4 separate regions of the Sus scrofa genome follow, and regions 2, 3 and 4 are each linked to region 1. The links are chromatin contacts, called in public Hi-C and promoter capture Hi-C maps. All regions are on one chromosome and are shown on one strand. The core of a region is the stretch at or near the end of the contact, and the rest is flanking DNA. Distances in the headings are between cores, read along the strand shown.

Region 1 (5,945 bases), core at 2,250-4,749:
CTGTGCTGCCAGGTCCCTCTGCCAGGCTGGTAGGACTCTGAAGACTGGCAGGTGTGAGGCAGGGGAGCAGATGAAGTTGGGGAGGTGAGTGGGTGTCCCCTGCGTCTGTCCCTGGCAGGCCTGCTTGATGGGGATAGGGGGCTGGGGGCCAACTGGAAGCTGAGGGGAGGAAGACAGGGCAATCCTCCAGGGGAGGGCATTGCACCTCGGGTGGGTGGCAGTGAGTGGGAGGGCATCCTGGGCCTGGTGGATGTTGGGGTCGGGGTGCTGAGAGTCCAGTGACCCTGTATTTCCAGTCAAGAGTCTCCAGCATGAACCTGGCACTGTTGGATGAATCGGGGCTTCTTTGGCCCATGGTTAGGCATTTGGGGGCTCTGGGAGAGCCAGCGGGATGTCTGACATTTCTCTGGCCACCAGGCAAACTGGGGCTGCCTCCTCCCCACCCCAGGAGCCTCCCCAGCCCAGCCAGCAGCAGCCAGGCCCCCTCAGTCTATAATTGCTGTGGCATAGTTTTGCATTCTTGCTGCTTTTAATTTTTTACAGCAAGCCTTCTTCTGTATTAAGATCACAGGATGTCATTCATGGCTGGTGTCTGGTCTTCGTGGTGTTTTTCACCTTTATTTCCGATTGGTGTCACTTTTTGAGCACTAGCTCCGGCTCTGCCAAATAAAACTCAGATAGTATTGTTAGAGGCTGTGTATTTAAATAATGACTGCAGAAGGAAAGGAAAAGAAAAGAGAGAAGGAAGGAAGGAAGGGAAGTAAGGGAGAAAAGAGAAAGGAAGAAGAGGCAAGAATTCTCACCACTTGGAGGAGTTCTGATCCTGAGCGCTGGGGTCACAGCCCCTGCTTCCATTTATATGGCAGCTAGGATGATGCCACCATGTGGCAGTAGCACAAACTGAAAATTCATTCAGCCCAACCACCATTAGCTTTAAGAATGTTAAATTCTTGGCACATTTTAAAAAATTTGGCATGTGCATTATTTGAAATTTTGGGCATTGAGACACCAATATTTTTTAATTATTACATTTCAAACAAGCATAATTCAATTTCAGTTAAAATGTCACTGTGCTATTCAGGAATTTACCACCAAAGAGAAGAAATGCAGATTTTTTTTTTTTTTAACAGCATTACTGACATATACTTTACATGCCACAAAAACCTATTGTAGGTGTACAACTTAATATCTTAATGAATCTCCTGAACCATGCAACGCTCATGACAGTCCAGTTTTAGAACAATTCCATCACCCCACAAATGCAAATAGTGGCTGGGTTTTCTGGCATAAGCTATACCTAGGCCAACCTCCCCCCTCCACCAACCCCTAGCCAGTTCCAGGCCAGACCAATGGAAAGGCCACTTCTGCTAGCCAGCTGCTTGTCCGGTGTACCCACAGCTGCCCAATCTTCTTCCTTCCTCTCCCCCTGCCTCCTGTTGGTGGGACCTCAGCCCATCCTGTCTCCTGGACCCACTTTTCCCTTCCCTCCCATCTGGTGCTGCAGGTGGCCATTTACAGTTTGAGGCACACATTGCTTTGTGGGATCCTGGGCTTTAACCTGTCCCCCTCCCCAGAGACAACCCAGCATGTGGAAGTCTCCACTAACTATCCTCCAGTCTACTTGGAGGGACTTGTGTCCTGTGGCTCCAATCTGATGTAACAAATCTGGGCTCCTAGATCTGCTTTTCCATGGCACTTGGGGGCTCCTTTCATTTGGGTGTTTCCCATGGCAGTGAAGTTCAGTAACCCTTCACCTTCTCTATCAGTCTGCCTTTGTGTCCTGGTCCATTCTCTTCCCACCTGGCTAGTAAAGCTGGTCAGGATTCTGGGGCACTACTGGTCCTGGTGGACTTGCTCTCCGTGGTCTCCTTAAGTTATGGGAAGGGTGTGGATTTTTCTCTGCTTTGGTCACTGATGTATTCCAAGGCCTTGGAAGAGTACCTGACCAGCAGCAGGCATTAATCAGATTTTAAAATTATATGGAATTGGAGGGCTGCAGCCCCTTGGTAAGGGGCTGCCTATGGAGGGCAGGACTATTCTCAGTTCCCTTCCATCTTAGTAACTGGGGAGCCTTTTGGGGAATACATCCTATTTGATCTATTTTAAGCTTCTCACAGACATCTAGGTCTCCTCTCTCTGAGGAGCCCTGGTTCACTGGTCCATCCCAGAATGGGTCTGTCCCTTCCACAGAATTCTCCCTGAACCTCCCTTCTTCCTCCGCTGAGAACAATCTTTTTTTTTTTTTTTTTTTGTCTTTTGAGGGCCACACCCGCGGCACAAGGAGATTCCCAGGCTAGGGGTCTAATCGGAGCTGTTGCTGCCAGCCACAACCACAGCCACAGCAACGCCAGGTCCAAGCCGCATCTGCAACCTACGCCACAACTCACAGCAACACTGGGTCCTTAACCCACTGAACGAGGCCAGGGATTGAACCAGCAACCTCATGGTTCCTAGTCGGATTTGTTTCTGATGAGCCAGGACAGGAACTCCTCAGGACAATCTTTGATGCTTATCAGGTGGGTCAGTTCCCCCTAGGCCTGTGTCCCCATCCTGAGATGTTTGGGCAGCTCCCTCTACCACTGTGGGCTGCCTTTTGGGCTTGGGATCCCCCACCTCCTCCTGGCCTAGCCTCCCACGAAATGGGTCTCCCACTTCCACTCTCCCAGAAACCTGGCTGGGGTGGGGGTGTCACCTTGAGCACATAGCCCTCAGGCCCCTTCCCCACAAGGATTCTGGCCCAGTTTTGTAGCCAGCTTAGTTTTTGGCCTCACCGAAGCCTTCTTTGTCTCCTTTTCCTTATTCAACATGGGAAAATGCCACCACTTATGGCATCCTCTGTTGGAGGGGATCCCTGTCGGTGCTATTGGTGTGAGCACTGGCTGTCCCTTCCCCAGAGATCCATCCTAGAAGAGGCCATTTTGCGTCCAAGGGCTAGGTTAACGTGTCTCAGAGACCTCACCTTCCCTCGAGTTCGCTCCTGAATGTAGGTCTGGGAGAGCTCAGGTAGGAGAGGCCAGGCAGGTAGGGGAGCCCAGCTATGGGCCAGGTCTCGGGAGCGGGAGGCATACAAAGTCTGTGGGCGCTAGGCGGGTGCAGGGAGTGGTGCTACTGGAGGAGTTGGGCTGTGAGCGGGATTAAGGGCGGAGCCGAGAAGTGCTAACCCGCTGAGGGCATCCCCGAGGGCTCATTGGCAATGGGGGCGGGACCGAGAGCCGGGATTGGGGAGGGGTCTTGCCGGGGTAAGGGTGAGGGGGGGTTCTGAAATGGATTCTGATTGGGTCTTGTCTGAGGGCGGAGTCTCATTGGAGGCGGTCCTGAGAGGCAGTACTGAGGCTGCAGTACGGATGGGGGCGGGGTCTGATGGCAGGCGGTCTGGGGGCGGAGTCCGGAAGGGGCGTGTCCTGGGCAGTACCCAAAGCGGCCCTGAGATCCGGATTGGCCTGTCGCTAAGTAGAGGGCTGGACCAGGCGAGTCCGGGGCGGAACCGCGGCTGCGGGGCGGGGCAGGTGGGGCGGGCCCGGGCATAGCGGGCGGTGGCGTCCCTTCTCCAGGTGTTGCGGCGCTTCCACGTCGCCAGGCGGTCCGCGGCTTGCGTGAGCCCAGGCCGCCCCAGCGTCCAGAGTGCCGGCCCTTGGGCTCCCGAGGCCATGGCGGGGCCGGGCCCTGGGGACCCGGACGAGCAGTACGATTTCCTGTTCAAGCTGGTGCTGGTGGGCGACGCGAGCGTAGGCAAGACGTGCGTAGTGCAGCGCTTCAAGACCGGCGCCTTCTCGGAGCGCCAGGGCAGCACCATCGGCGTGGACTTCACCATGAAGACGCTGGAGATCCAGGGCCAGCGGGTCAAGGTGGGAGTCCCGGCCTGGGCCGCCGTGCAGCCGGGCCCCGGGGCACTAGGGACGTCAGGACCCTGGAGGGTCCCCTCCGTGGGGCGGGGGCCGCGGCTAGTTCCCCGACTGCTCTGCAGCGGCCAGCGCCCCCGCTAGCCCCCTCCCCGTCCTCGCGTCCGAGCAGGCCTGGGCCTTGGCTTCCGTGCGCACAGCGCCCGCCTCGGGGTGCGTGGGTGCGTGCGCTGGGGGGAGTGCGGAGGGGGAGGCCCTGCCCTCCAGAGCTGCACGCCGGGGGGACTTTGCTCCAAAATAGCTTATCCAGCGCCGGCAGGCGGAGCGCCTAGGGCACCGGCACAAGGGGGGGCTCCTGGCCGTCCTGGCCCTGCCCCACCACGATCGGAGTCTCCAATTCGGCCCTCGGGTGGGGACCCTAGGCAGAAGGGGACACCCCCCCTCCACGACTAGGCGGGACCAGGAAGTAGTTGCTTGTAGGGCCGGAGGGCCAAAACTTTTTGTCAGAATTTCCGGCCTGGCCACGCCTCCCTGCAGTCTCTTTGTGGACCTGGTGGTGGAACTTTACTCGGCCTGGGCCAGCCTGGGTCCCCTCCCCCAGCTCAGCTCGTAGGAACTGAAAACTTCACTAGACACCGGAAGGTGGGGGAGAGGACCGAGCGCTGGCAATGGCTCCGCACAGAAACAGCGAGATGTAGCTGTCTCAGTATCCTAGCAATTGTTTGATAACTAACATTGGTGATTAATGAATCAGTTTCTTCACCTGGGTGCCAGCCTTCCTAGTAGAGCAAGAGACTATATTGTTCTTGCTCCGTAACTTGACTTAACTGCGCTGCTCGGAAATCCTTTCCTTTCTCTCAAGGTTTTGAGTTCCCACTTCCCCAGCCAGCGCCTAAGAGCCCTGGACAGGGACTGCACAGGGCAAGTGTCTCTCCTGTTATCTCCGTGTTTTCGAGTTGAGCCGGATGGTTGTATTGGGTCCCTTGAGCCTGCTGCTGTGGAGCTCAGCCTCCCTGGGCTGCTATAGGCCTGCTATCCGTTGCCTTTTGCCAGGATGCTTAGCTCTTTGTTTCTGCAAAATTGGGATAATTTCTGGGTGTTGCCTCCCTCCTGCCCCACCGTGGAGCAAAACTCAGCCAACACTCTTTACATGACCACAGTGCCTCTGGAGTAGATGTGACAGGAAGCAAAAACTCCCTCCCTGAAGGGTTGGTTTTTGTTTTCCGTTTTTGTTTTGTTTTGGTTTCTGTGTGTTTTTGGTCTTCTTAGGATAGAAAAAATAGAACAAGGTCTGGCAGGCAGCTTTGAGTCATTATTCAGGACCACCCTTTAGAGCAGGTGACGAGGGAAGGGCTGTGGGATGGGTGGAGTGTGTCCTCGGGTGAGTTTGTGTCCTGAGATAATGCCAGAGCCATGGGGAAGTGGCGAGTTGACGGATAGGCATAAACAAACCTGCTCTCCCTCCCCTGGTGGCTACGGTGGTCAAGGAGGGGGCAGGGTGTTCCTGTTTACCTGGCAAGATAACCTGTGCTGAGTGTGTACTGTGTGCTGAGCACAGGTTATGCAATGCAGGGAGGCACTTCGTGATTTCTTTTCCTTCTGATCACCTCCAGATTGTTCTTCTTGGATGGGACCGGGATCAGGAGAGCAGTGTAGGCATGGTAACTCCCCAATAGTCATAGAGGCCACCCCTCTTGAGAGTGTGTTGTGTGTCAGATGTTGACAGATGTGTTCTTGCAATTAACCCCACCTCACGAGGGAGAGGCTGCCCCAGGCACACAGCTGGCAGGTGACAGACCTGGACTTTTTCTTCCAGCTTTTCTGACTCCATGGCTTTGGGGGTCTTTCCCTTTTACCAGATTCCTTCAAATGTAATTGTCTGGAGTGGGAAAGCCTGTGGCAATCATTTACCTCCTCATTTTGTAGCCAGAGAAGCCTGAAGCCTGGGCACTGAAGAGGCTATTAATTGAAGCTGAGGGGCAGGGTGGGGTGGGTGGGGGCAGGTCCCAGGTTCTAGGTCCTCTGGACTATTCAGCAGGAGCTGGTTGTTTTTCCTCACCTGTAAAGTATCTCTGGGGTGTCTTCCAGTAGTATATTAAAAAAAAA
Region 2 (5,938 bases), core at 3,159-5,658, 86 kb before region 1:
ATCGGGCATTGCCATGAGCTGTGGTGTAGGTTGCAGACATGGCTCAGATCTGGCGTTGCTGTGGCTGTGGTGTGGGCCGGTGGCTACAGCTCCGATTCGACCCCTAGCCTGGAAACCTCCATATGCTGAGGGTGCAGCCCTAGAAAAGACAAAAAAAAAAAAAAAGAATGAGGAGTTCCTGTGGTGGCGCAGGCAGTAACAAACCTGACTATCTATGAGAATGAAGGTTTGATCTCTGGCCTTACTCAGTGGGTTAAGGATCCAGCATTGCTGTGAGCTGTGGTGTAGGTTGCAGATGTGGCTCAGATCCCACGTTGCTGTGGCACAGACTGGCATTTGCAGCTCTGATTGACCCCCTAGCCTGGGAACTTCCATATGCTGTAGGTGCAGCACTGAAAAAAACAAAACAAAAATAAAAACAAAAACCATAAATGAACTTTAACGTTAGGCAGACCTACCCTGTTCTCCCTCTGTCTCCCAAAAAGCAACTGGTGCTGTGGGCAAGGGTCCAGGAGGTGAGGCCCAAGGGGATGAGTCGTGACCTAGCAGCAAAGTCTGCAGGAAGCTCACTCTTGCTAGTCCGGCAGCTGTAGCCCTTCCCATGCTGTGTGACCGGGCACGAGCCAGGGAATAGCCCTACTGACACCTCTGAGATGACTTTAAAGATCCCAGGGAGGAGTTCCCGAAGTGGTTCAGTGGTTAACGAACCTGACTAGCATCCATGAGGACTCGGGTTCAATCTCTGGCCTTGCTCAGTGGGTTAAGGATCTGGTGTTGCCGTGAGCTGTGGTGTAGGTCGAAGACGTGGCTCAGATCGCGAGTTGCTGTAGCTGTGGTGTAGGCCGGCAGTTGCAGCTCTGATTCGACCCCTAGCCTGGGAACCTCCATAAGCTGAGGGTGCGGCCCTAAAGAGACAAAAAAATAAATAAATAAAATAAAATAAAATAATAATAAAAATGCAGATCCGGGGGAAATTGGGTGGAATCACATGGCCAACTTTCCAGTGCTTTATAAGCAGCTAGCACATGCTGGTGTTCAACTCAGAAGCCTGTCCCTGGGCCCTGTGTCCCTGTGGTAGTCAGCTCACCCTCTCTGGGCTCTCACAGACCTCTCCTTTGACCTCTCTGCACATGGATGACACCCCTGCGCTTGGGCTGCCGTGCTGAAAGGTGGGCAGGAGAGCTGAGCTAAGGGACAGCCTTGGGAAGTGCTTGGGAGAGAGCCTTCACGACTACTCTCTGCGTGCACGCGCACACACAGACACACACAGACACACACACACACGCCACATGCAAACACAGGCACGCACACATGCATAGCTGAGACAGCATGGACAGGAGTTCCTTAAATTTCTGAATGAACTATTGCCTAGTTTGTGCCAGATGCCCAGCAAAGTGTGGAGACAAAGTTTAGTGCATTGCAGCCCTCTGCCTTGGTCTCTAGGACACACACAGCCATTCATAATGGCAGGGAATCTAGTGTTTCAGCTACTTATTGCCAAAGCAAGCTGGTCAAATTTATTTAAAAATGGTTTTGGATTTGCCATCAGTCTGCCCGCTGGGCTGGGCTCAGCTCGGTGGTTCTCCTGCCCTACCTGTCACCTCCTGGGGCTGGAAGGTCTTCACTCACATTTCTAGCACTTCAGCTGGAATGGCTGGAACAGGGCACCTGGCCAGCTCCCTTGGTCCTCCGTGTGGTCTTTTCATCTTGGTGGCTAGACCTCTTTGCAGTGTACCCTAGGACCTCGAGAGACAGTGTCCCAAGAGGACAGACCCCAGCATTCAGGACTTATCATGGCTCTGCGCCTGGCATACTTGCTCATGTCCTGTTGGCCAGAGCAAGTCCCGTGGCCACACCCTGAGTTTATATGTGAGGGACACAGAAGAGCATGGATCCTGGGACTGAGTGTCACTGGAGACCACCAGCCTATTGACCCACCATAGCTTGGAGCAGCACCACTTACAGCAATAAACGGACTCCCCATGGACCACCAGGAGGAAGCTGTTTCTGTGGCTCTAGAGATGTCAGACAGGATTTCACTCATTCACCACTTTAACAAGGATGTCTTGAGTGTGCAGGTGCTGGGAGTCGGTGTGGACAAGATGGATGAGCTCTTACTTCTGTGGATATCAAATAACCAGTATGTGCTGATGATAAGAGCTGTAAGGAAGGTAAATTAGCATAATGGAGTAGAGAGTGACTGGGGTTGAGGGATGGATACTTTAGCCACGTGGTCAGGAGAGGCTTCCTTGGAGGGGTAGCTTAGCCACGACATAAATATCGAGAGGGAGCCAGCCGTGTGGAGGGCCAGGTAAGAAGTTTCTAGAAAGAGGGAACCAAGAGGAAAGGAATGAGGCAGGAATACACCTGGACTAAAGCTCAGCTTGATGTGTTTTAGGGACAGAAGGAAGGCCAGGGTGGTAAAGGGTAAGAGAAGGGAAGTAAGGTCAGAGGGAGCAGGCAGGGGCCTTGCTGGGCCCTGAGTGCAGCCCTGAAGTATTAATTGTCAGGAGCTGTGTCTCGTGCCCATGGCCCTGCCCCTTCCACATGTTGCTCTGCATTTCCAGACCCATTCTGAGAAGCTAGCTAGATCTGGGGGTTGCCAAAAGGTTGAGGGCGCACAGAAGGAAGTTAAAAAAGATCCAAGTGATTGGGAACTACCGTCCCTGAGCTGTAAGTTGGGAGGCAGTGCAAAGATCTCCCCCACCTCCATCTGACACAGAGACACCCTGCCTTGAGACAGACGCAGGCCTTGTTACCCTTTTCTAATTATAACCAACATTTGTTTTCATGTACATCATCCAACATCATCCTTGCATCCAGCCAGGGAGAGACGTCCAAGGAAGCAAACATTTGAGCAACCTTGGTGCTCAATCTTGTGCAACACCCTTCTGTGCATTATCTCAGTTCACCATCTCCCCAACCTTGGGAAGATTTTACTCCTATCTCCATCTTGCTGAGGGGGAAATAGACTCCAAGTCACAAGAAACAGCAGAGCTGCAACTGCAACCTGACTCCGAGTCACAGGCTCCACTCCCCACTCCGTGCAGCTCTGTCTCACAGCAGGGCCTGCCCTGGGCAGGTGGTCAGGTTGTGCATGCTCCAAGAGCTTCATCTCCTACAAGGCTGTGCATGAGTCGGGATGAAAAGAAGGACTGGAAAAAAAAATGCTTATCATGTTACCTTGAATTTGTCTTCTCTTATCAAACTAGAACACCTGGAGTACACCCTGAGCAGATAGATAGGGAGAGGGTATTACACATACATATGTAAAAACTTCCCTGTGTAGTTACTGGATCTGTTGCTTTAAATTTAGGTGTTTTTTTGCCTGAATACGTTGCTAGACGTTAAAGAAAAAAATATCGAACATGTTACTTGAAAATGTAACTAATACATTATTTAGAAATAAACTTGGGGAGTTCCCGTCGTGGCGAAGTGGTTAACGAATCCGACTAGGAACCATGAGGTTGTGGGTTCGGTCCCTGCCCTTGCTCAGTGGGTTGACGATCCGGCGTTGCCGTGAGCTGTGGTGTAGGTTGCAGACGCGGCTCGGATCCCGAGTTGCTGTGGCTCTGGCGTAGGCCAGTGGCTACAGCTCCGATTGGACCCTCGCCTGGGAACCTCCATATGCCGCGGGAGCGGCCCAAAGAAATAGCAAAAAGACAAAAAAAAAAAAAAAAAAAAGAAATAAACTTGGAGTTCCCATCATGGTGCAGTGGAGGTGAATCTGACCAGGAACCATGAGGTTGCGGGTTCGATCTCTGGCCTCTCTCAGTGGGTCGGGGATCCGGTATTCCCGTGAGCTGTGGTATAGGTCACAGACGTGGCTCAGATCCCAAGTTGCTGTGGCTGTGGCGTCGGCTAGCAGCTACAGCTTCGATTTGACCCCTAGCCTGGGAACCTCCATATCCCATGAGTGCAGCCCTAAAAAGCAAAAACCACTCCCTCCACAAAGCCCCAAAAAGCCTATCCTGTTTCCTGACTTTTAGAAATATCTATATATTTCAAAAAGGAAATGCATGTATCTCCATATATATATAGGTGTGTGTGTATGTATATATCGTTATGTAGTCATCTTTAGCACAATTATAAGTGCAATATTTGCATGTTGAAAGTGTTCAATATTTAAACATTTAAAATATACCACAATTTTGAAACCTGATTTGATATTTCTTCATATTCTAAAACCAAATTAGAAACCAACTCCTGAGAGGCCCCCCCTGCTCTAGCTGATTTGAATCATATCAAGTCGAGGATTGACTTTGTTTTTAAAATTGCAGAGCAAGTGACCTCCTTGGGTTATGTTCAATATGCAGTCCATGTTTAGACCTGGCACAACATCTCCGCGGGCAGTAACAGTCCGCTAGCTTGGCAGGGACAGTCCTGTGCCTCTGTTCTGGAGCAGCCTGCTTCAGATCCTCTCCAATGTCCCCTCCACAGGCTGTCCCAGCACCCCCTGCCCCCAGGTGGGGCTGTAACCAAGCCTAAGCCTGCATCCTTTTCACCCTCACTAACACCAAGCTCACGCATAGGTCCACATGGTCTCTGATATGTTTCCAAAGGTCAGCAGCTTGAGTTAATATTTCAGAGATGACCCAGTCAGCTAGTCTTTAAAAGAGAGACTGACAATGTATGGAACAGGAGAAAATATTTGTACACGATGCAACTGACAAGGGCTTAATCTCCAAAATATACAAACAACTCATACAACTCAACAACCACAAAACAAACAACCCAATGGAAAAATGGGCAGAAGACCTAAATAGACATTTTTCCAAAGAAGACATACAGATGGCCAGTAGGCACATAAAAAGATGCTCAACATCACTAATTATTAGAGAAATGCAAATCAAAAGTACTATGAGGTACCACCTCACACCAGTCAGAATGGCCATCATTAATAAGTCTACAAATAACAAAAGCTAGAGACAGTGTGGAGAAGAGGGAACCCTCCTAACACTGTTTCTGGGAATGTATGTTGGTGTAACCACAATGGACAACAGTATGGAGGTACCTCAGAAAATTAAAAATAGGATCCCACTCCTGGGCATCTATCTGGACAAAACTATAGTTCAAAAAGATACATGCACCCATGTGTTCATAGCAGCACTATTCACAATAGCCAAGACATGAAAACGACCTAAATGTTCATCAACAGATGAATGGATTAAGAAGATGTGGTACACATACACAATGGAATACTACTCAGGCATAAACAAGAATGAAATAATGACATTTGCAGCAACATGGATGCAATGAGAGATTTTCATACTAAGTGAATCAGTAAGTCAGAAAGAGAAAGACAAATACCATGTAATATCACTTATATGTGGAATCTAAAATGTGGCATAGGAATTCCCATTGTGGCTCATCAGGATAAGAACCAGACTAGTATCCATGAGGATGCCGATTTGATCCCTGGCCTCTCTCAGTGGGTTAAGGGTCTGGCGTTGCCACAAGCGGCATAGGTTGCAGATGTGGCTTGGATCCTGTGGCTGTGGTGTACGCCTGCAGTTGCAGGTCCTATTCCACCCCTAGCCTGGGAACTTCCATATGCTGCAGGTATGGCCCTGAAAAAAGAAAAAAGAAAAAAAATGCAACACAAGTGAACCTATCTACAAAACAGAAACAAACTCACAAACATGGAGAACAGACTTGTGATTGCCAAGGGGGAGTGGGGAGGGAGTGGGATGGATGGGGAGTTTGGGTTAGTAGATACAAACTATTATATTTAGAATGTATAAACAATGGAGGTCCTACTGTATAGCACAGGGACCTATAGCCAATCTCCTGGGATAGACCATGATGGAAGATGATATAAAAAAGAAGAAATATATATATACATACATATGTATGTATAACTGAATCACTTTTCTAACACAGAAATTGGCACAACATTGTAAATCAACTACACTTTAATTTTTAAAAATTTAGGAGT
Region 3 (5,980 bases), core at 1,262-3,761, 91 kb after region 1:
ATGTTCCCACTCTTCTCCGTCTGCCCACTGCCTTGGGGCACTCCCCTTCACCCCCTCCAGTGCCCCTCCACCCCCTAGATCTCGGGGCACTTCAGGCGCCCCATATGGCGTTTCAGCCCTCTTCACTGCCTGCTGCTAGGCTGCCAGTTCCTTGAGGGTGCGGTTTTCTTCCATCTTGTTTACTGCTGTGCTTCGGCGCCTGAAACAGGCCTAGCATACGCTAGGTGCTAAGTACCTGGAGAATCCTGGAGATCCTGAACGATTTTACTCCACATAATAGGAGTATTTTTCTGCCCCAGATTTTGCTTCTCCGATGCCCGGCCACTACCAGGGCCACTGAAATCTGCACCTTGCACCGCTGTGCACTTTGCAGCCTCTCTCTACCCCTCAGAACTGTGACCCTAGGCTGTGTGGGTAGTGGGCAGGGCTAATACAAAGCCAGCTCCCTCCTAGTCTTCGATCTCTTGGGGCAGAGGCTGTTCCTGGCCCCGTTTGGCCCCTGCGCTCCCCCCCCCCCATTGCCTTTGGCACACAGCTGGGCAAACACAGTGTCCAGGTGTTTGTTGACTGAATCCCAGATGCCTGGACTGGATCCATGCCTCTCTCTGTGCTTCCTTCTCTATATTCCACAGTAGGCCTGGCCCGCCCAGCCTGGGTGGCCAGTGCCTGCCTAGTCAACAGTGATACTGTCTATTTAGCAGGGAGACACCAGGCCTGGACCTGAGCAAGGCCCACCAGTGTTTGTTGAATGAGCAGAGCTGCCTGAATACCTCCTTAGGCAGGGAGCTCCTTAAGGGTGGGGTCAGGGCCATCCTAACACCTTATCTCCTAGGCCTTGTGGAAGCCTGATACAGGCAGAGAGTTCAAGAGGCACATGTGAGATTAAACAGGTTTCCTGCGGGATCAGAGGACCAAGATGAGATTGGGTGTGGGTGGGATGTTTATCTGAGTGGTACTGGGGTTTTGCAGGATGGAACGGGTGATATGAGTAGGGGTGGGGACTGGAGTGGGTTGCAGTTGAACGGGGTGCCACAAGCACAGGATGCAAGCAGGCGGGAGTGAGACTGGCTACCCTTTCCCCCCTTCTTCAGACTCTGCTTAGTCCGGGGCTCTGCATCCAGACCCCTATCAACGCTCCCACCCCATTCTATCATTACTCCCTGCCTGCCTCCCCGCTTCTGTCCTGGGACCCTTGCGCACCTGCAGCGCAAGGCAGCGCGCGTCACTGCTCTGCAGCGCGGCCCTCAGGTCCTCCACCAGCTCGCGCAGACTGCTGTTTTCCTCCTCCAACCTGGCCAGGCGCTCGCTATCCTGACCGCTGTCGGGGCTGGGCGTGCGGGGAGCGCGACGGCGGCGGCGCGGGCGGCGCAGGCGGATCTGTGTCTCGATGTGCTCGCTGAGAGCACCGCGGGGCAGACGCGGCCCCGCGCAGGTGCCAAAGTAGCCGCACAGGCGCGCGTGGAACTGGCGGAAGGTGAGCTCGGGCGGCTCGGCGCGCAGTGCCAGGCGTGCCTCTTCCTCCGCGTCATCGTCGGTGTCCACCCCAGCGGCCGCGTCCTGGGCGATCACATCCCTGGAGTTCGTGTCTTCGACGGGCGTATCCACGGCGGCCTCCTCGGTGGCAGAGGCTCCGTCAGCCCGCAGCCCCAGCACGGCGCACAGCGCACGGAAGTCGGCACGAGGCAGGCGGCCGGCGCCGCGACAGTCCAGGTGGTGAAAAACCTCCTGCAGATACTGGTCCAGGCCGGTGGCCAGCACCACGATCTCATTCTCTACGCCGCGGTCCAGCCCATAGTGGTGCGCCAGGGCGCTCAGCAGCCACTGCGTGCGCCGCGCGGGTCTCTGGTACGGGTCGCCCGCCGCGCCTTCCACGCCGGCTTCCGCGCCCGGGCCGCTGAGCTCCATCGCTGAGCGTCGCTCCTCCGGCCCGCCGCCCCACCACTTCCAGGGGCGGCTCCAGAGTTTCTCGAAAGGAGGGGCTTAGCGGCGGCGGTCTGCTTGGAGCGACGCCGAGGGCCGTGTCCGGCAGCTGCTCCGTCCTGGCAGGGCGTCTGTGTTTACCCGGGCTGGACTGAAGAGGGCTCGGGAGCCATGAGACCCCCGCGGGGCCGCTGCTGTCTGATCACCCTCCCGATCTCGCTTCCTTCGGTGACCCCGGCACTCTTCTCCCCTCATCACTCCCGGGCAGTTCCTGGCATCTCCTGTTTTCCTTCCATTCCGGGTCTGTCGGCCTTCAGTTCCTCCACGTTTCGTCCACCGGCTTTATGCAGAATTTGCCCAGAGACCGGAGCGAGGGGTTGGTTCAAGATAGGAAGCTGGGGAGCGGCTGGAGGGCTGCGGCCGGTTGCTGGGGGCGTGTCCCCACGCCCACGAGTCACTCCACCCCATCTTACCACCAAGCTTTCCAAGGGCAGCCAGAGCTCTCTGGGGCCGCCCTCCACCATCGTAGGTGCGGTGAAGCCCCTTCCTCTTAAATTCCGATGCGAGATTCCCAAACCCACTTATAATTCCACCACGGACTGCTGTGGTAACTGGACCAGAGGTAAAACAAGGTTGGAGATGCGTCAGGCCCAGCCTGGTGGATGGAAACCCATCTGAGCCGAACCCTTGCTCTGTCAGCTCTAAGGAGGGGCGTGGGATAGGAAGTGGTGGTCTTCAGGCCTCCCGCCCTTTTGTGTGGGGGATGGTGTTGGCCAGGTGACCAGAATTCCACCTCTGAGCTGCATTAGGCTCCCAGGTAGATGTTTCACCAACATTTTGTTTGGTGCCTTAGAGCACCTTTCTGGAAAATGAAAGAAACAGCCGCCTCTCAGGTGAGTGGAAGGCTGCCTTTCCTTCCCCCCTCCCCCTTTTTAAAAAAAAAAAAAAAACTTGATAAGAGAGCCTTAGAGCTGTCCTAACCTGATACTTGCACTGGGAACTCATCATGCAATTTCTTCAGCTCTCTTTCGCTCTAAGATGGGGGAGAATCTGGCCTCCTGTACAGCTCTAGGAATTTAAGTGTTAAATCCTAGAATTTGAAAAAGCACTACAATTCCGTCCCTCTGCTGCAGCAGCCCAGAGAGCACTTTGTCCGTTTGGCAAATTTTTAGTCCTTCTTGAAGGCTTTGCCCAAGGTACGCCCCTGCCAGGAATGAGTCAGATGCCCCCGCCACCCCCATTTTGGACATGCATTCACAATTATTAACATAGTAACAATTTGACAAAAAGTTTTTTAAACTCCACTTTTTGGCTTCTACCTTAGGAAAACCTATGTCCAGGATGTTCATTGCATCATTGTTTATAATAGCAACAGGAGACAACGTGGTGTCCCTCATACAGCAGCCAGGATGCATCACTGAGAAAGGATGAGTGAAGAAAGCAAGTTGCAGTATATTGCGTAAATTTAATACAGACTAACCTAACAACAAACCTACACAGAGCAGCTTAAATATTTTCTATGAAGATGTGTGTATGCAAGAGCATAGAAAATGGAAGGACTCCCAAAATGGATTCAGTGGTTGTTTCCAGGGGTTGGAGGTGTTTGTCTTTTACTGTAACATCTCCTTTTTTGACAAATGTTTTTGTTTGCTTTCTTCAAGGGGGAAAGAGTTTGTCATTTACATAGCATACAATTCACCCATTTAAGGTGTATAAATACATGGTTTTTGCATATTTATAGAACACATGACCATCATCACAATTTCATTTTAGACCATTCTCATCACAGGTCCCCCAAAACTTTATATTAGGTAGCCCACCGCCCCCACAATTTCCTACCCTCCACTCTCAACCCCCAGCCCCAGACAACCACTCTTAGTTTCTTTGGATTTCATTATTCTGAACATTTTGTATAAAATGGAATTATACAGTAAGTGGTCTTTTATAAGCGGCTCCTTTTTTTTTTTTTTTGTCTGCACCCTTGACATATGGAGTTCCTGGGGAGGGGTAGAATCTGAGCTGCAGCTGCTACCTATGCTGCCTATACTGCAACTGCTCCCACGGCACATGGAGGTTCCCAGGCTAGGGGTCCAATCGGAGCTGTAGCCCCCAGCCTACACCACAGCTCACAGTAATGCCGGATCCTGGACCCACTGAGGAAGGCCAGGGATTGAACCCGCAGCCTCATGGTTCCTAGTCGGATTTGCTTCCACTGTGCCACTATGGGAACTCCAACACTAGATTCTTAATCCACTTTGCCGTATCAGGGTGCCACCTCAGAGACAACACCAGATCCTTAACCTGCTGCACTAGGCAGGAATTCCATGACTGGCTCCTTTCTGAGAACATGAACAATAATGTTTTCAAGATTTGTCCACATTGCTGTTGGCATACATTTCATTGCATTTTGTTGTTGAGTAATATGTCACTGTATGGATGGACCACATTTTGTTTATTCATTCATCTGTTGGTGGACACTTGGATTGTTTCCCTCTTTGGCTCTTATGAATAATGCTGCTGTAAACACTCACATACACATTTTTGTGTGTTCATATATTTTCATTTCTCTTGGGTAGATACCTAGGTGTCAGATTGCTGGCCTGTACAGTTGTTTTATGTTGAACTTTTGAGGGACCACCAGACTATTTTCTAAAGTGGTAGCACTATTTTCATTCTTACCAGGAGTGTAATTCATGTTTTTTTTTTTTTTTCTTTTTTGGCCACCCCAAGGCATGTGGAGTTCCCAGGCCAGAGATCAGATCTGAGCCTCAGCTGCAACCTATGCAATCCTTTAGCCCAATGTGCTGGGGCGGGGATTGAACCTGTGTCCTGGAGCTGCAGAGATGCGGCTGATCCCATTGTGCAACAGTGGGAACTCCTTCATGTGTTTCTTGATGAGTAAAGGTATATGGATAGATGTTTTCAATCCTGGACGCCTCCAAGCCCCCTTCCCCGAGCCCCCCCCATCTCAATTCATGGTGCCTCCCATCTCCCTTGGTGAATCCCTGCCACCTCAGATTCTTTTCTCACTTTCACACCCATTTTCCTGTCAGTCAGGCTGTCCAGTGCTCTACCGAACTCAGCCCTAATCTGACCCCTTTTCCCAGCTCCACTGCTATCCCGGACCAAGCCCCCAGCATCCCTCACCTGTATCACTACAACAGCCTCCTTCCAGGCACTGCCCTTGAACTCCCATGTCCGTCCTCCATGGCTCTGAGGCCCAACACAATGGGCACCCACATGTCCTGTAACCTCTGTGCCTTCACCCACCGCTCTGCCTCCCTCACTGACCTCCTCACTGTTCTGACTCACCTCAGGGTGTTTGCATCTGCTTCCTCTAGATGTTTACAGCCCTCCCCCTCACCCCAAGTCCCTTGCTCCAATGTCACCTTCTCGGTGACAGCAGAGGCTGTCTGCTGACATCACACTGGGGGTAGGGATGTGTGCCTGTCTGTCATAGGGCACGGGGTCCGGCACAGTGAGAGAAGACTACAGCTCCCTCTTAGCTGCCTCCCCACGGCTGCCACTGGACAAGGGGTGGTGCGTGGTCTTCTGCATGCTTTCTTTGCCTACAGATGGTATATATTTTTTATTTGTATTTTTTAAATAATTTTTTTCTTTTTATGGCTGCACCTGCAGCACATGGAAGTTGAATCAGAGCTGCAGCTGCCACAGCCACAGCAACTCTGGGTCCCAGCCGCATCTGCGACCTACATTGCATCTTGTGGCAATGCTAGATCCTTAACCCACTGAGTGAGGCCAGGGATCGAACCCACATCTTCATGGAGACTACGGTGGGTTCTTAACCTGCTGAGCCACAATGAGAACTCATTTGTATTTTTAAAAGCAGCCTTTGCAGGGAGTTCCTGTTGTGGCTCAGTGGGTTTAGAATCTGCTTAGTATCCATGAGGATGTGGGTTTCATAGCTGGCTCCATTCAGTGGGTGAAAGGATTTGGCGTTACTCTGAGCTGCAGCATAGGTCATAGACATGGTTTAGATCTGACATTGCTGTGGTTGTGGCATAGGTCTGTTGCTGTAGCTCCAATTCGATCTCTGGCC
Region 4 (5,906 bases), core at 1,287-3,786, 110 kb before region 1:
AGAGAATTAAAAGGGAAACCGCCCACCCTGGAAGCTGTTATGGTGGGCAGGGTAACTGAAGGACAAGGGAGACAGGAGAGGAAAGGTGGAAAGGGCACTGCCGATATGTCAAACTCAAGCCTCAGCTCATGAGAAGATGGCCTGTGGCAGTGGACTGCATCACAGACCTCTGACTTGCCTGCTGGTGACGATGATGACATCCTCTGCGATGCAGGACATCTCCTTGATGGTTAAGTAGCACATCCGACGGAGAGTGGGCTGGGCAAGAGATGCAAAAAGCCCTCTGACCCCAACTCAGTATGAGCACCAGGGTTAGGACAAGAAAATGCCAATTAAGACAGAGGCAGCCTCGGTGACTGGGGGGCCAGCTTTCCTTGGCCCTCCCACCACCTTGTCCCAGCTGCTCCCTTTGGAGGAGAGCAGGGGTGGGGGCACTTACATCATTGGACTGAAAAAGTTTGGTCATGGCAAAGAAGGCTTCAGTTGCTTCAGTGGTCCCCAGGTGCTCCCCCTGTTGTAATGAAGAAAGAGGTCTCAGCTTGGCACAGATGGGTCAGAAGGCTCTTCCTGCCAGATCAGCCCTGGCTATATCCTCAGATCCTGCACAGGCTCCATGAAGAGCAACACAGGAGGAATTCCCCGATGTCACAGCACATTAAGGATCTGGCACTGTCACTGCAGCGGCTTGAGTCAAGGGTTCAATCTCTGGCCTGGGAACTTTCACATGCCATGGGCACAGCCAAAACATAAAACAACAACAACAACAACAAAACCCAGTAACACATCAGAGGTAGATGCTGAGGGTATCTAGAGCTAGGCTGCTGGCTACAAGCACAAATGGGCCGTGCAACTCCCCGACATATACCCAGCACTGTTTTCCCCACCCCCAAGCCTCACCCTGTTACCTGGTTTATGAGGTAAAGGATCTTGGTGAGGATGTGGGCACATTTCCGAGGGTTGACGGGGGTTTCATTAAACACACGGGCCTAAGAAGAAGCAACCAAGAAAGACTACGATCTTCTAGTTCAATTTCTTTCCCTTCCATGACTACCCTCAAACACATTCAAGATTGGAGAAGTCCCAGGTAAATAGACACACTGGCCAGGTAACCTAATTTTCATAAGAAAGAGTTTTGTTTTGCTTTTTTCTTAATTCATTTATTAACAACTCCTGAAATTTTCCATATTAGCTGGTGATGTGCTTACTTAATGACTAACAGATACTTATAAAATAACTGGAAGGGGAAATGAAGACAAACAACAAAAAAAAGATAAGCATAATGAACTCTCTCCAGGAACAAAGTTTCCCTGTTTTTCCAAGAACAGGTTTTTTTCCCCTACTGTTCTTTAAACCAGAACTTTGAATGTGTTAGTATTTTGATCACTCTGAGTGTGGACATTTATGATGGAAGGGACAGGGGAGCAAATAACACTTGCCTCCTGGAGCACTGCACTCTTCTCGAGGTGCTGGAATGGGTTGGAACCTCCACCTATTGTCAGAGAACAGAGAGGACTGAGTACAGGTTGCGACTCTGAATTTCAAAATTCTCCCAGTCGCAATCAAGGGAAAGATGTCGCACTGTCCATCCAATGAAGTACCAACTTCTCAGAATGGCAATCACAACCTGCCAATAGATCCTGCCACTCTCCTGCAAGGGGGTTCCTGCCACTGCAAACCACTTCACCCAGCAGCCCTGCACAGTCCTCCTGTGCCTCTCATAGTGCCATATTTTCATTTATGCAATTGGTACTTAACCGGGTCCCTACTACGGGTGGGACCACCATCTCCCAGTGATTAGAATTTCTTCATAGCAGGTGTTATGCTTGTAAGTTATACAAGTGATTATTTGACTGATATCTGTCTCCACCACTATGTCTGTGACCTATCTAACATTCCCGACTTGGGCACTGAGTGTGTCACTTGCTCTACTGCAGTGACAGGGCACTGAAAAGGGCCTGGCTCCTCAGACCACGTCCCAGTGCAGCCAGCACTAACGCAGCCCCAGCGAACCCTCAGAGAAGCACTGTTTTCCCCACCCGGCCCCTCCTTGGACAGAAGGGGAAACTGAGGCCCAGAGAAGCGAGTGACCCGTCCAAGGTCACTCAGAGAATCGTGGCTGGAGCTTCCGAGTGCAAGGCAATGGAGCATGCTCAGGCTCTCCGAGGCCTGTTGCTGACCCGCGACGGACCTCACAGAAGCCGCTGTTCCTCCCTGGGCCTCGGGGCAGGACAGAGGCCCCAAAGGGGGCCCGGTGGGGAGGGTGCTGGGAGTCTGCGCGGTCAGGCCTCCCCCGGGCCTGGCCCCCCTCACCCGATTCCTCGTCCTTCTTGTCGAATTTCTTCAGCATGGTGGTGCCGGCGGGAGCGCGAAACAGCACTCACAGAGGGACCCTGCAGCTGGCAGCGACAGTCCGGTAGCAGTTCAGCTCCAGCCACTTCCGGCTGGCCACGTCGCCCGGCGCTATGCGCAGGCGCACTCCGCGATCTGCGCATGCGCACGTGCCGCCGCCGCGTCGGGCGTTAACCCCGTCCCTGCTGGGGAGAAGCCGGGGCTAAAACTCCGGACCTTACGGCCTCCTCCGCTTATAGACGTCCACGCCTCACCGCCTGGTGGCGCGAGTTTAAACGGACTCCCAGAGGCGAGGCCCTAGCACTCTGGCAGGAGAGGAGGCCCACCTCCGAGATGCTACATGTCTTGTCACTTTCTCCGGTAGGCCTGCCAGCCTCACCTCACTTTCAGCCCCATTCCCGGCCGGATTTTTCTGCCTAGCCCGAATGGTCGTCCAAGACACTATATTCTATTCGTCCTTGATTGCTCTTTTACTCCCTGCCGTGGATGATGTTGGCGCACGGTACATGCTCAGTAAATTGTTGCTTGAAATAACGCATGAAGTGGCTCTTACAATTCACCTTTGCGCACCGCGCTCACACCTGCTCCAGGTGCGAACCATTTGGTACCGCGTTAACTTCCAGGGATCTAACTAAACTGAGATCTACTTATCTACTGCGCAGCAACTTCAATGTGCTCTTTCAATCTTCGAGTATTTTGCCAGCACCTATTGGATGCGTCGCCTAGCGCTGGGGACTGGAAGGGACTGGAAGGGAAAACACGGCGCCCCGGGTCACTCTCCGCGGATCTGTGAGGACACTCCCGGGCCAAGGTCAGGACTTGCGCGGCGGCGGGCAGAAGTCGGCTGGCCGGAGGGGCGGTGTGGAGGGAACCTAGATGAGCCCGGGCGGGGGTCCAGGTCCTGGGGTGGGGGCGGTTAGGGCGGGGCCCCCAGGTGATGGGGAGGGGTCAACCTCTGGGTCTGGCATTGCAGAGGCTGAGGCTCCTGGCTGGACGCAGCGGAGTGACGGGGTAGCGCGGCGAGGGAAGTGCGAGTCTTGCACCAAAAATTGTAAAGAGCCAGAAAGATGAGCAAAATCTTTAACCTCTAACCCCACCCCTTGTCCGTAGAAAATTCTCAAGAGTTAAGTTGCCCACTGCAGCAGTTTGCAGCGAGATAATCGGAAACACCCTAAATGTCCAGCAATAAGTGGATGATTAAGGGAATTGTAGGACGTCCATCGGATGCTGTCATCCACATCATTTATAAAGGGATATTTCTGATGACTTGTGAGGCAGTATCCAAGCTTCTTATATAAAGTGAGACATCAAAAGGGAAAAGCAAGGTGTAAAAGAGTTCATAGTTAAGGTTAAATAAACATGGCTCGTGATTAAAAACCAGAAAAGAACCCCAGAGATTTGGATTGTTAAAAAGATGAAATATAGATGAATTGTGTTGAGTTAAAATATCCTTTCAGAGTGTGATATGAATTCTGTAAAATCACATACCAAGGAAAATTTTTATAATACTAATTTTTACAATGAGAATTGTGTGTTGTGACTCCAGCTCTGTGTATAAGCTAATATATAATTATAGGGTTTTATTGGTTTTTTTTTAACTGTAATGTACATTCTTCATGATAATTGTTAAGTCCTTTGTAGAAACAGAGTACAGAAAGTATAGGAGCAATTAGGGAACTCTGAATAAGATTTGTAAATTGGATAATAGCAATATCCTGATTGTGATAATATTTTTTATTAATTTTACTAGTTTTTAAAAAATTGAGGTATAATCCTCATACCTTAATGTTACCCTTTTATAAGCGTACAGTTCAATGATTCTTAGTATATTCAAAAGGCTACACCCATTACCACTAATTCCAGAACATTCTCCATCCCTCACTCCTCCCCCCCAACCATTGATCCGTTTTCTGTCTGTACGCATTTGCCTATTCTGGATATTTCATGTAAATAGAATCATGCATTGTATGACCTTTTGTGTATCTGGCTTCTTTTACTTAGCATAGTGTTTTCCAGGTCCATCCACATCATAACATGAATCGGTACTTCACTCTTGTTAATTGCTAAATAATATTCCATTTTACGGATACATATACATTTTGTTTATCCATTCACCAGTTAAAGGACACTTGAGTTGTTTCCACTTTTTTACCTCTGTAGATAATGCTGTTATGAACATTTGTGTATAAATTTTTGTGACATGTTTTCTCTTGAGTAGATACCTAAGAGTAGAAATGCTGGTGGTGTGATAACTCTGTTTAACTTTTTGAGAAACTGCCTGATTTCCAAAGCATCTGCCCCATTAAATTTTCCCATGAGCAGTGTATTAAAGGTTGTAATTTCTCCATCCTCAACCACACTTATTGTCTTTGTGTTTTAGCAATTATAGTGGCTGTGAAGCGGTATGTCATTGTGGTTTTGATTTGCATTTCCCTGATGGCTAGTAACATTGAGCATCTTTTCAGATACTTTTGGCCATTTGTACACCTTCTTTGAAGAAATGTCTGTTCGAATCCCATGCCCATTTTTAAATTGAGCTATCTTTTTTATCAAAGAGTTATGAGTTCTTTATATTGTATGGATACTAGACCCTTATTAAATGTGTGATTTGTGGAGTTCCCGTCGTTGCTCAGCAGAAATGAATCTGACTAGCATCCATGAGGACACAAGTTCAATCCCTGGCCTTGCTCAGTGGGTTAAGGATCTGGCGTTGCCCTGAGCTGTGGTGTAGGTCACAGACAAGGCTTGGATCCTGCGTTGCTGTGGCTGTGGTGTAGGCTGGCAGCTACAGCTCCGATTCAACCCCTAGCCTGAGAACCTCCATATGCCTCAGAAAAAAAAAGTATGACTTGCAAATACTTTCTTCCATTCTGTAGGTTGTCTTTTTACTTTGTCATGTCCTTTGAAACACAAAAAAAGCTTTTTACTTTGGTGAGGTCCAATTTATCTGTTTTTCTTTCTTATGTTTTTAGTGTCATATATTAAGAAATCATTCTTTCTTTTTTTATTTTTTTAGGGCCACACCCATGGCATATGGAAGTTCCCAGGCTAGGGATTGAATTGGAGGCGTAGTTGCCGGCCTACACCAGAGCCACAGCAATGCCAGATCCTTTAACCCATTGAGCGAGGCCAGGGATCAAACCTACATCCTCATGGATACTACTCTGATTTGTTACTGCTGAGCCACAACTCCTAAGAAATCATTCTTAATCCAAGGTCCTGAAGATTTATCCCTCTGTTTTCTTCTAAGAGTTTTATAGTTTTACCTCTTACATTTAGGTCTTGGCCACTTTTGAATTTGTTTTGTATAAGGTAGGGGTCCACCTTCGTTCTTTTGCTTGTGGACACCCACTGTCACAACACTGTTTGTTGAAAAGACTAGCCTCTCTGCCACTGAATTGTGTTAGCACTTTTGTCATAAAACTATTGATCATAAATGTGTGGGTTTATTTCCAGACTCAATTGTATCCCTTTGATCTATGTTTTGTAAGATGTTACCATTAGGGGAAATGGGGCCAGGGGTACAAATGCACTTTCTGTATTTTTTTTTTTTTTTG

Evidence for each region. Promoter capture Hi-C pulls out the DNA fragments that hold promoters and counts their contacts. Hi-C and Micro-C count contacts between places; a contact is called where the count stands out from the background.
Region 2: a Hi-C map of liver shows a contact between it and region 1, with 4 times the contacts expected there. The contact joins the enhancer-like site here to the promoter of RAB43 in region 1. A contact is called at or near these places in 1 of 5 promoter capture datasets (skeletal muscle), 6 of 47 Hi-C or Micro-C datasets (blood, embryonic fibroblasts, heart right ventricle and 1 more) and 2 of 2 datasets of contacts at active chromatin or transcription factors (alveolar macrophages and skeletal muscle).
Region 3: a contact with region 1 is called in a promoter capture Hi-C map of liver, with 2.4 times the contacts expected there. The contact joins the promoter of EFCC1 here to the promoter of RAB43 in region 1. A contact is called at or near these places in 1 of 5 promoter capture datasets (liver) and 3 of 47 Hi-C or Micro-C datasets (liver, retroperitoneal adipose tissue and skeletal muscle).
Region 4: a Hi-C map of liver shows a contact between it and region 1, with 6 times the contacts expected there. The contact joins the promoter of CNBP here to the promoter of RAB43 in region 1. A contact is called at or near these places in 3 of 5 promoter capture datasets (fetal skeletal muscle, liver and skeletal muscle), 11 of 47 Hi-C or Micro-C datasets (blood, embryonic fibroblasts, epiblast stem cells and 5 more) and 2 of 2 datasets of contacts at active chromatin or transcription factors (alveolar macrophages and skeletal muscle).

What each region holds. Positions count from the first base shown.
Region 1 is chr13:71,593,872-71,599,816 of Sscrofa11.1, reverse strand. RAB43 (ras-related protein Rab-43) reads left to right here and starts at 3,499. Exons shown (of 3, transcript XM_021069416.1): 1 at 3,499-3,845. The coding sequence starts at 3,648.
Region 2 is chr13:71,680,766-71,686,703 of Sscrofa11.1, reverse strand. All of the region lies in intron 1 of CNBP (cellular nucleic acid-binding protein), which reads left to right. The region is part of intron 2 of LOC110256292 (a long non-coding RNA gene); the gene reads right to left. Among named protein-coding and RNA genes, the nearest start is that of CNBP, 23 kb to the left of the region's middle. Within about 2 kb of position 4,408, at least 5 of the 83 cell types and tissues checked have an H3K27ac peak or open chromatin away from gene starts, as enhancers often do. A contact at or near this core is called in liver and skeletal muscle, where this site is marked.
Region 3 is chr13:71,501,363-71,507,342 of Sscrofa11.1, reverse strand. It overlaps EFCC1 (EF-hand and coiled-coil domain-containing protein 1), which reads right to left and starts at 2,511. Exons shown (of 8, transcript XM_021069408.1): 1 at 1,201-2,511. The coding sequence starts at 1,905.
Region 4 is chr13:71,703,657-71,709,562 of Sscrofa11.1, reverse strand. It overlaps CNBP (cellular nucleic acid-binding protein), which reads left to right and starts at 2,536. Exons shown (of 5, transcript XM_021069428.1): 1 at 2,536-3,160. It overlaps COPG1 (coatomer subunit gamma-1), which reads right to left and starts at 2,466. Exons shown (of 25, transcript XM_021069417.1): 1 at 2,311-2,466; 2 at 1,437-1,489; 3 at 906-986; 4 at 440-511; 5 at 179-258. The coding sequence starts at 2,347.